Regions from separate parts of the Mus musculus genome. Here region 2 is linked to region 1. Evidence: chromatin contacts called from public Hi-C data. All regions are on one chromosome and are shown on one strand. Each heading gives the region's core, a stretch centred on a gene start, on an enhancer-like site or on the middle of the called end of the contact. The rest is flanking DNA. Distances are from core to core; before and after follow the strand shown.

Region 1 (2,981 bases), core at 313-2,812:
TCTGAAGTAGGAATCCCAAAGATAGTCGAAAGTCTCAGTGAGTCAGAGAGATGAGTTAACCTCTTCTTTGTCTGACCCAGCCAGTCCTGAGACTGCAGTGGATGACAGATTAGTGTCCTTTCCAACTTCCTCAAAACAGCTCTACAAAGCTACTACCATTCCCATCCTACAGATGGCAAGCCAAGACTCAGAGAGATAAGAATTCTTGCTCTGAGTCACGTGGCTATTGATGGCACAGCTGAGATAGGGACCACAGTGATATTTTTCTAAGCATACAAGTTCCTGATAACCTATCTGGCTCAAGTTCAAATAATCTTAAACTTAACTGTGTTAGGTATTGTCCCAGATACTATCTGACAGAAGCAAGAGAAGTCTAGAAGGAAAACAAGCAACATGACCAAGCAGATGAAGAAGGAAGCGTTCCTAAAGAGATGAACCACTGTAGTAAGGAATGGATCCATTACCGGAAGGGACTGGGGAGAGCAGGGCTGGGAAGCCAATCCCAGAGGTGCAGAATACAGTAGGAAATCATAAAGATGAGAGATATCAAACAGGGTCATGGGTGGCTTCCTCTAGCTGCTAGATGTGGGGCCCTTGGACAACTGGCAAAGTCTGTCTGAATCTTAGTTTTACCACCTAAAACTAAAAACTAAACTCACCTCATCTAGGTGTCATCCAAAAGACAAAGTGAGAGGACGGACAGACAGAAAGCTCCCAGCACAGCCAAGTGCAGAACAAACATCCTCAAACCACGCTACCTTGGGTTGTGAGCCACGCTCAGTGCAGGCGGCTCCTCCATCTTGCCTCTCCAGCAGTGTGCGTCTTTTATGTCATTCCGGGGTCAGCAGATCTGATTTGACTTTCTAATTCTGTCCTACTCTTTCTATAACCTAGCATTCTGTTCTGGAAATTGGGGTTACCTCCCCCTAATGTCTTATACCACCTCTACCCTCCTCTCCCCCTTCCCCCAGCAATGGACTTTCCAGCACAGACACTTAAATGTCTGCTAAAGTCAAGCATTAACTTGGGGAGTAGAAGAAAAATAAGTCCAGCATATTTCTATATTAACTCAACACTTCATGTGGATTCTACCATGGGTTGAAAACACTGGAAATTCTACCCTAATTAATGAGTATTTCACACGAGAGCCCGTTTTCTCTCCCTGATCGTCAATGGCACACGAAAAGGAAAAATACAGAGTAAGCTTTACCTCAAATACTTGCATGTTACGGCTATTCAAATGAACACAGGCTAACCAAATCCAAACATATATTAAATGTTCTGCCCATCATCTCCCCTCCTGTGAAGTGAAAGTTGTCTGTATGCTTATACTCTTGGCCTGAGGCATGTTAAAGCTGTTTTTTTTCCTTTCCATTTCAGTGACCCCAGCTCTGGGATACTCAAGACCACAGGGAGAAACGCAAACAGGAATTGCCTAGAGCCTGACAGCAAACAGCTCCTTTGGGAAGGAGCCAGCAATGCCACTCCATTCAATGGCTTTGCAGGCTCCATAGGGTGTGGAGCTGATGCTAACAAGGGGGTGGAGCGACACGCAGGCTGGTGTGCACTTACTTCATGGCTTTACTTACTTGTTGCCACTGCTCTGCCCTCCAAGTGTAGAGAGGACATGGTGAGGCTTGGCAGACACGCTCCGACTCTGGTCTGCTGTAGGAGCTGCACTCACTCTCTCTGGCTGCTTTGTGTGTCCCGATCTGACAGCCCACATGCCTCTGCTGCACGCCTTGGCCACAGGACACAGAGCACTGAGAAGACACAGGATGTAAGTAGGCACTTCGGCTCCCTTCTGGAGGGCGGGAAGGGGTGGGTCACAGAGGAGGGCAATGCTTTCTTAATCCAATGATTTTTCACAGCAGTCAAAATGCTTTCTCATTTCCAAGGAGGGGGACACTAAGGCAAGTTCTAAAAGCACTGGTAACTGCCAGTGCTGGGCAGGGTGCAGGAGCCACAAGTGGGGAGGAACCAAAACTCTCAGGGGATGTCAGAGGGAGGAGAGATTGTGGGGAAACACCACCATCCAGAAGTAATGGTGCCACATTGAAACAGACAAACGAAACACTGTGCATGACTTCCATCCTGGAAGATGGATGGCTTGGGAAAATTGGGAGATGCGGTTCTATAGCGTAACCCATAGAGAGCCAACCATTGACAATTAAGGCCATATAAGCAGAAGGACTTTCTCCTGCCCTCTTATTTTTCTAGTTTCTATTCCTGGAGACAGAACATTGCCTCGCTTGTTGTTTGTTTGTTTGTTTAAATCATGGAATTCACTTAACTATCTGTGCCTCCTCATAATCTCAAATGAATAGATGAAGAATAAAAGCTAATAAGGAAAAATAATTTCCTCAGGCTTAATGTTTTCAGCTCTTGAAAAAATCCCATTAATCACGAGGAAACATTTTGTTGACCAAGTTGCAAAACACCAATTAACTTTCCCCTAAATTAATTTTTTAATGGTTTCCTCATTGTTGGTTGCATAATCTCACTTATGGGCAAGCCAAGAATTATTGTCTTTATTAAGATTTTGGCAGTCAGAAACCAAAGGCAACCTTTGATTAGAGAGAACTGCATAACACTGCACTTGGTTATTAAAGGTTATTAGCAATTTGGGGGGTGGACATAAATCAGTCACTATTAATTTGCCTGGTGTTGAGAAACAAAGTTATCTGACATTCATGCCATGTACCCAAAAGGAGGTCTTCTTCTAAAACAAAACCAGACTCTACAACTGCACGCTTGTCTAATTTGCTTGTAGGGAAATTCAAGGTGCTCCGTGAAAGACGGAAAGTTTGTTAAGACATATGTATACCCAAGTGGATGCTGCTGCAGCTTAGGCTCTTTCGTAGAAGGCAGCTTGAGAAATGCTATTGTTTCAGAGAAATCTATGCTGGAGAAGAGCCTCACAGCTCACATCAAAGGGCGCGGAAGACAATGCTTCATCCCAACATCGTTGCCATTGTTTG
Region 2 (2,981 bases), core at 237-2,736, 250 kb after region 1:
TGTTTACATCAGTCCTATTTACAGCATCGTTCCCGGGACTCAAATAAAACAAGGCTCTCCCACCCACTAGTTTGCAAGTTGTGCAAAGTACAGCCTTCTATTGTGACATGTATCCTGGCAGTTTGCCACTGTCTGGCCTACCCTACTGCAGGGTCAGAATCCCCCGCTGTATCCTGTAAAATCGCTGAACTCTTGGGAAAGTACTAAGAGACTGGAAGAAGCATTCAGCATCTCTCTTGAGATGAGTAAATTACATGGAAGGCTATGGGTATTTTATGATCTGTTATAGATGGAGAATTCAAGGTGCAGTTTGCCTTTTTTTTTTCTCTTTACTTAAAGCAAGAAAAGCTTAGCAGTGAAACTCATTTTCCATGACTCCCAAATGGTTTCACAATAAATCTGTGAACTTAATCAGCTTCTTCTGTTGAGGAAACCTCCTCTAATTGTGTTCTTGTGTGAAATAGACACGATGACAAAAAATACTCCAACTCTCAAAGAAAGTGTGGATCACTGTAATCTGGGGAATAACAGTCTCAGTGTCCAGTGAAGAGGAGCCAAGATCGTGCTGTCTCTGGTAGTATTTCTTTTCTAGATAATTGTCAGGCTCTTCTTTCTTGGTCAACAGTATGACAACGAATATCCTGAATTAAGTGTCTCTGGGACATAATGGTGTAGTAACTAGGAGCACTGCCAACTAGATTTCTAGAAATTCCCACAAGACTCCTGCAGAGCCACAAGGCACTATAACAGCAAATGAACACAGAGATGAAACACAGAACCTGAACGCCTTGCTTTCATCTCTTTTCCTGGTCTCTAGAAGCCAATGCCTGTCTTTCTTTCCCTTTCCTCCATGCCAAGTATGGCGGGTGCAGAGGGGACATGCCCGGAATGTTAGCACAGCTGATTACTGTCAGCTAGCAAAGCAATCTGGTGGAAAGAAGACAACAAGGACTCCGTGCGCTTGCTTCTTCCTGTTCCTCGGTTCTTGGGCAGTGACCTTCAGAGCTGCCGGGGTTTGTGGGAGCCGGTGGGTGTGGTCTGAGAGGGAGAGTCTACAATTGGAAGCTGACCTTTCGGAGTCTAGATTTTTTTCCGTCCTGGAAAATAAGAACTAAGCATAGAAATTGAATTAGAAGTGGAAGGATTTCCCAAGGCTCTCATTTGTCCCAGCTGCATCCACAGAGCCCACTTTTGCCTTGCTCCTCTCATTCCCAGCTAGGATTCCTGCCTGTCCCTCCTTACTCCGGGCTGGGTGCTGAGGTCAGCAGAAGCACCTTTGAGACAAACACACAAACTAAGCTGTCGTCAGCAGACCCAGCCTCAAAATTGGAGGAGGAATTGTGAAAACATCGTTTCCCTGCAAATCGGACACCCTCCTCACTCCCACAACAAAAGAACTAGTGTTTCTAAATGCTCTTGCCGCAGGCCCTCACCCGCCTGTGAATAGGGGCACGGAGGGGACAGAAACACCATAAAATCCTAGGTTCTCTCCACTCAGCCTCAAGCTGTGGTTTCCTATTTCCTCCCACTGGACAGCTTCAGTATTAATTGCTCCCAAAACCAACAGTAAAATTTCACTACCGCTCCTAGCAGGCAAAAAAACCCTCAGGTCTTCTGGGAAATTCGGAGCAGGGCTTGGTGACCCTGGCATCTCCCTCCTGTATACACACTAGCAGTGGGGGGTTCCAGACAGGTCTTTGGTTTGGGGCACAGGCTCTCAGCAAAGAGTAGTCCAAAGCTGCACATGAGAATTCACTAGAAATGCAAATTTTCAGCTCAACAGAAGCCCCAGGACTTGGCTGCCTCCTTAGTTTGTTGAAGGAAAAAAAAAAACCTGTAAGTGATTTCAGTTCACTTAAATCATTAGGATTAGCGATCGAGGCTAGGCATTTATTTTGTCAGAATACTGCAGACTTTTATTGTTGTCTGTGTGGTCTTTGGCGTACTTCCTTTAGTTTCTGTCTGGCAGGCTCTTAGTCTTTAAGTCCTTCTGAAAATACCCTCTATAAGTAAGTCTCCATCACCCTCCCAACCTAAGGAATAGAATGTCCTCTTATGTGTGTTATGACATTTGGAGCATCTTACTAATATATTTTGTTAAAACTATATCAAGTTCCTCGGTTCTGTTCCAGGTTCAGAAATAAGAACATGCTTACATCAGCAAATGCTTTGTGTAGACTATTGTGGGACTGTCGTTTTGTTTCTGGTGATGCCAAAATAAGATTTTTAAATTGATTAAAGAAATCAAAATTTAAGATCATATCCCAGGCTTCAGACCTCACCTCTGACATGTGCTGGCCTTAGGTAGTGATTTGACCACTTTAATTGTCAAGTATAATGAGGACATGGGTGCTTCTTGTGTTTACCCCAGTGTGACTGGATGGCTGAAGGAGTAGTCCAGCTAGCACGGTAGCTGACCTGTGAAAGTTGGTTGCTACTGGTAATGTTATTCTTTTCGTCTTCATCCTCACTAGAATGTTGTTAGCAGTGTTCACTGTGCCTGGAATAGAGAACACAGGCAAAAGCATCTGTGAAAAAAATCTTTGGAAAGATCAAGGTCGTGGCCTTATCTCTTATAGTTCCTGAAATGGAGGCAGATTTGAGGAAGTAGGCACTCACTGTAGGCAAATTTGACTTTTCATAATGTGCTTCGTGAAACAGACTGAAAGGTGTTGATGACTTCCAAATTTCCTTTCTCAACTGTTCAGGACCCATCACTGCCTCCGGGACATCATGTAAATTTGTCATATAAAATGGCCATTAGAGCAAGGATCAAAGCTTTGACAGTGAGTCAGAGTCACCTTCTTGTTGAAGTCATGAAGACTAAGGTGAAGCACAGGGGTGGTAGAAAGCATATTTCAGTAGCAGACCCAATAATTTTTTTTTAAAAAAATAACCCTTAAGTAGCTTAAGATAAAAAAACAGACAAACCTGAAATAGGTTTTCTGATTAAAAAATATCTCATTTTGTAGGAAGCCACC

What was found. Hi-C and Micro-C count contacts between places; a contact is called where the count stands out from the background.
Region 2: a contact with region 1 is called in a Hi-C map of the N1E-115 cell line, with 2.5 times the contacts expected there. The contact joins the enhancer-like site here to the promoter of A730049H05Rik in region 1. A contact is called at or near these places in 7 of 39 promoter capture datasets (the 3T3-L1 cell line, cranial neural crest, frontonasal cranial neural crest and 4 more), 3 of 484 Hi-C or Micro-C datasets (the N1E-115 cell line, pancreatic cancer cells and uterus) and 1 of 9 other capture datasets (liver).

The regions. Positions count from the first base shown.
Region 1 is chr6:92,814,881-92,817,861 of GRCm38.p6, forward strand. It overlaps A730049H05Rik (RIKEN cDNA A730049H05 gene), which reads left to right and starts at 1,563. Exons shown (of 5, transcript NR_169152.1): 1 at 1,563-1,780. Adamts9 (a disintegrin-like and metallopeptidase (reprolysin type) with thrombospondin type 1 motif, 9) reads right to left here. Exons shown (of 40, transcript NM_175314.4): 30 at 1,590-1,763.
Region 2 is chr6:93,065,440-93,068,420 of GRCm38.p6, forward strand. The region is part of intron 1 of 9530026P05Rik (RIKEN cDNA 9530026P05 gene); the gene reads left to right. Among named protein-coding and RNA genes, the nearest start is that of Adamts9, 120 kb to the left of the region's middle. Within about 2 kb of position 1,487, at least 74 of the 459 cell types and tissues checked have an H3K27ac peak or open chromatin away from gene starts, as enhancers often do. A contact at or near this core is called in the N1E-115 cell line and uterus, where this site is marked.